2 separate regions of the Gossypium hirsutum genome follow, and region 1 is linked to region 2. Evidence: chromatin contacts called from public Hi-C data. All regions are on one chromosome and are shown on one strand. The core of a region is the stretch at or near the end of the contact, and the rest is flanking DNA. Distances in the headings are between cores, read along the strand shown.

Evidence for each region. Hi-C and Micro-C count contacts between places; a contact is called where the count stands out from the background.
Region 1: a Hi-C map of leaf shows a contact between it and region 2, with 2.0 times the contacts expected there. The contact joins the promoter of LOC107955640 here to the enhancer-like site in region 2. A contact is called at or near these places in 2 of 34 Hi-C or Micro-C datasets (both in leaf).

The regions. Positions count from the first base shown.
Region 1 is chrA07:86,690,458-86,693,157 of Gossypium_hirsutum_v2.1, reverse strand. It overlaps LOC107955640 (probable WRKY transcription factor 31), which reads left to right and starts at 1,422. Exons shown (of 5, transcript NM_001327643.1): 1 at 1,422-1,652; 2 at 1,734-1,832; 3 at 1,931-2,428; 4 at 2,518-2,631. The coding sequence starts at 1,422.
Region 2 is chrA07:85,901,950-85,904,649 of Gossypium_hirsutum_v2.1, reverse strand. No RefSeq gene overlaps it. Among protein-coding and RNA genes, the nearest start is that of LOC107955684, 8.1 kb to the right of the region's middle. Within about 2 kb of position 1,304, at least 7 of the 9 cell types and tissues checked have an H3K27ac peak or open chromatin away from gene starts, as enhancers often do. A contact at or near this core is called in leaf, where this site is marked.

The DNA of each region.
Region 1 (2,700 bases), core at 173-2,672, 790 kb before region 2:
CCTAGATTAATCTTTTGATTTTAATACATAAGAAACATTATACTTTGTTTGTGACAAATAATTATTCAAAAATTAAAATTACAAGTTTTATATAGGTAAAAAGAAAAGCCAAAAGCTTTGAATGGAAAACGAAAAACTTGGTCAATTAAATTTTATTTATGTCCTTTTCATTTAAAGGAAATGTTAAAAATACTAAAAATATTATTATATTAATATTTAGCATTTAAGAATATTCCAAATTTAATAAAAAAAATTATAACTATTATCATAATAATTTCAGACTCCAGACATGAACTTATGAACTTGAAAGAATTCTATTCCAAATTTAATGCTATATTATTGGGGTTGGAAATTTTTTCAAAGAAGATGCTAGTTTTGAGTAATATTTTATTTATTTATATTAATTTTCTTTTAAAAATTTCAAACTGTTTTAAAATCTTTGAAAACGAAATAGTGGTAATTATGTAAGGGACATTTCATACTAGAAAAGCCAAAGCCTGAAGGAAAAAAGCGTTAGCTTTGGTTATAGGAACAATGCTTTAGTAGTAAATCCATAAACATAGTAATTTCAATTAGATTTCAAGTAATTTTATTCTTCAACTTTAATTATAAAAAAATTATTTAAATTATTAAGTTTATGAATATAGATATATAACAATAATATTATTTCTTTTTAATAGTTTAATATCACGTTAGTAATTTCATCATAATTTCAAAATTTTTATTTAAATTTAACTTTTTTAAGATGAAAATCCCAATATAGCATTAAATTATTAAAAAAAGAGATACAGATAATATAACGCCACTATTTCATATCATTCTTTTCAATAGTATATCACCTTATAATAATATTAATTATAGATAAAATGATGTAATTTATTTTTAACTATTTTAAGCATTCAATAATTTAATTTTAGTCTTAATCCCAACAATTTCTATTTTTTTATCTCCATCTTGCCTCTTATTGTTTTATGTAATTATTTTTTTAAAATAAAATTTTAAAGTTGATTTTCATATTTGTTGAATATATATTATGTTTGACTCTTTATATAATGTAATATATATATATATTTATTTTGACAATAAATCTAATAAAAGAAAAAAGAAAGAAGAAATATTGAAAAGAAAAAAGAAACACACTTAAATGAAAATTGGTAGCTAACTATATTTACTACAGTTTGGTCTTCTTCTAAAGTTTCAACTCCCATTTTATTGCCTGGTCCGTTGCCCCTTTCAAAGACTTTTCTCTTTCTCTCTTGATTTATGGCCAAACCCAGTGGACTCTCCATTGATTCAGATCCCAATATTTAACTGTTCTTAATTCCTTCCCCCCTACACACTTCCTCTTCAACAACAACAACGACAATCCCAAGTACTGCACCACCAGAGCTTCGATTCCCACGACTGTGTCTCTGCCCGCCATGGATGATGCTTCCACACCAAGCAGGTCTCCTCCACCACCCACCATTCAGTTCCCTGTTAATCCCAACTGTACCAACGATGAAATCCCCCGGAGGGTCATCGGCGAAATGGATTTTTTCTCCGAAAAGAATCATAAACTCGTCGATGATCACGTTGATGATTCCGATCATGCCAATGCCACCGACATCAATGACTCCATCGATCGAACTGCACTCGAGCTTAACGTTAACGTAAGTCGCGAACCCACTTTCAGTTTTGAATCTTTGAATTAGAATTCATATATAAATGTATATTTTATTGTTGAATTTCAGACTGGTTTGAATTTGTTAACGACGAATACCAGTAGCGATCAATCCTCAGTGGATGATGGTATCTCTTCAAACATGGAAGATAAAAGAGCTAAAAATGAGGTGACCCTTTTGATTAAAAACCGAAGAATTGGAAATTTCGATCGATTTAAGATCATGTTATAATTTTTTTTTACGTGCCATTGATTTGTTTTTTTTAGCTAGCGGTTTTACAAGTTGAGCTTGAACGGATGAACACCGAGAATCAACAGCTAAGGGAGATGTTGAGCCAAGTTACAAGCAACTACAACACCGTGCAAAAACATCTGGTCACCCTTATGCAACAACAACAAGATGGAAAACCTGAAAAAAACGATGAACAAAAGAAATCTAATGGAGGACTAATTGTGCCGAGACAATTTATGGATCTCGGTATAGCTGCTGCTGCTGCTGCGGAAGTCGATACGGATGAACCATCGCTGTCTTCGACGGAAGGGAGGAGTCACGATCTGTCCGGATCGCCTAACGTGGAGGTAGCATCCAAGGAATTCAGATCGAGGAAGCGTGGGAGTAGCGAAGAAGGCCGGGGAATCGGAAGAGAAGATAGCCCCGATGGTAATAAGGTTCCAAGGTTTAATTCTTCGAAAACTGTTGATCAAACTGAGGCTACCATGAGGAAGGCACGGGTTTCTGTTCGAGCTAGATCAGAGACTCCCATGGTATTTTCTAATTCTATCGAATTGAATTGTATCGAATTATATGATTTATTTTATAAGTTAAATTGATTTGGAATCTCTTTTTCTCAAAGATTACCGATGGATGCCAATGGAGAAAGTATGGGCAGAAAATGGCCAAAGGAAATCCATGTCCCAGAGCATATTATCGATGTACCATGGCCGCTGGTTGCCCTGTTAGAAAACAGGTTTTTTTTCATTCCTTTGGAAACTTTATATTCATTTTAATTAGGGATTGGTGAAGGATCTGCATTAAC
Region 2 (2,700 bases), core at 55-2,554:
AATGACCATCAATGGATGTTGAAACATTTGACCGGGGCATAAAGCTCCGATGGAGAAACTCGAGTCCAGTGCGTTGAGTGATGCTCCAATCGTGCTAATCTTTACAATCCAGATAGATTGGTATGGGGCAATTCGGCCAAAAAGTATTCCAAACGCACAGAATTGAGATTAAATGGATCCTATTAGCTCCGATGAAATTAAAAATAATGGTGGTGGTGAGATTAAAACTATCGATGAGAAATGTGTTTGGATTCAAATACATCGTATGCGGCGAGATAGGAAAAAAAAATTACAATTAAGGACATTAAATTAAAATGTGTATGATTTAATATCAAAATATTTTACAAATTATATTTAGGGTAAAGTACGCCGACAATTACTTAATTTTGATTAAAATAACAAAACAGACACTAAACTTTGAAATGTTACAACTCAGTCACTAAACTTTACGAAGATGACAAATCGGTCACTAACAGACATTTTACATTACAGACGTAATGAAAAGCTGAGGTGACCTGTTAACTAGCCATATTGGACGTTAACTAGCAATGGTGGAACCCAATTTAAGAACCTTAGCTGCTGGAAGAAGAAGCAAAAAAGAATAAATGGTGATACCCACTATTGATTTGAGTTTTCTCTTTCATTTTCTCTATTGATTTTCTCGACATCCAAATAATGGAGAGTTTAGCTCTCTGCGCCGCTGCTGCTTCTTCCAGCTTCAACCCCCTTCTTTTTTCCTATCCTCTTCTCTCATCTCCTTTTCATTTTTGGTAGCCAGCTTTTTCTTGTCCCTACGATCTATTCCAACCCTAAATCATTGACCAAACAAAAGTTGTGCCTCGTGAGGGTTTTGGTACAAAGAATTCATGTCTCTAGAAGTATCTTAGGTGCTCTCCCAATCGAAAGAAAACCTAAATTTCTCGCTAGGTTTAATAACCCTCATTTTAGGCTTTTTGGATCTGAGGTACTGCTCTTTAATTGCAGCTAGCTTATCCAATTCTTTTTCCCTTTCCCTCTCAGCTAGCTTATCCAACTGTGCCCACTCTCGAGCTTTGGCTTCCTCCTCCCTCTCATGTTCACGCTTCCTTCAATCGGATTCGCGATCCCTCTCCAACTATCGTTCACGGTTGCAACTATCGTAGGAGTTGGAGGAGGGCTTATAAGCAGAATAGTAATTAGAGGTATTGTTGGGGGTGGTGTTAGAACGGCGGAGGTCTTTGAGGCGGTGCTTCTACAGGGTGCGCTGTTCTTCAAGGAACTGGAGTGCAAGCTGTTCTTCTTTTTTTGGTTAAGGCCAGTCGATATGAACATGTCCAACGTGGCTTGGTAATTGGCCATGTCAACTATTCTGTTAGGCCTGTAACCGAAAATGTTAGTGGGGGATTGATTTGTCACTTTTTGATAATGTTAGTGACTGGTTGGTTATTTTTCTAAAGTTTAATGGCTGAGTTGTAATTTTTCAAAGGTTAGTGACTGTTTTGTTATTTTAATCAAAGTTGAGTGATTACCGGTATACTTTACCTTTATATTTAAATCAAATAATAGAATATAAATATAAATTACATTTATGCTAAATTATAAATGAAAATTATAAAAATATTTTTTTATTAAAATTAAATTACGGGTCCGTTTGTTTGACTGAAAATTGTTTCCGGAAAATAATTTCTGGAAAATAACTTACTTTTCTGGAAAAGCTAATATTTTCTGGTGTTTAGATGAATCTATGTAAAATATTTTCTATTGTTTGGCAAAGTTTTTGAAAATATTTTATAAAAACTGTTTTAAATGAAACAAACATACATTAGAATTTATTGTCTTCTCACCGTTTAATTGAGTTTATTTTATATCTATTAAATTTATATTTTACACAATGATTTATTTATAAATAAATACATCAAATTAAACATTAAGAACCAGTGCCAAAGAAAAGGATTCAAAGAGAAAAAAATCTATTACAAAAAGAAATTCCCTTGTCTAAGAAAATAGATTACACAAGAACATGTATACACAAGAATACATAGTTTAGACACATCGTCTATGCACAAAAGTACAAAATTCCATTTCCATACCAGTCATTTACATCCTACTACTATGTTAACATGATTATGACTTACAACAAGAGAGGTAAATAGAGAGACGAAGTATACATATAACTAAAATATTTAACACATATAATCATTCTTATCGTCAATGGGCGCATTTGGATGGAAGGCAGAGAGAGCACGAGCAAACTCTTCGAAACCTATAACTCCATTATGCCTTTGTATCAAACAAGTCAAATATCTGCAGTGAAATTAGAAATATATTGACAGCAACTCAAGCAATACTATGCTAACAAGAATTATTCTTTCAAGGATGGAGACATTATTAATTAACATTAGATAAAAATACCCAATCAGCAAATAAATTCTCCTTTTTTGATTGTTTTGAATAACGCCATTTGGAACTACTCCTGTCAAATAGTAATATAAATAAAACTTAACTATTACAAAGATGAAAGGGTAACAACCAACTCAAGACGAGGAGCGATCATCAAGCCAAAACAAACATAAGAAAAGATATCAATTATATAACAAAATGGGAATTATGAAAAAAAAAGACCTTGTTGATCAACCCATCATCAATAATAGCATTGATTATCTTCTTGAAAAGCTCATAACGTGCTTCTATTTCACTTACACCAACTGTATGAAGATGAGT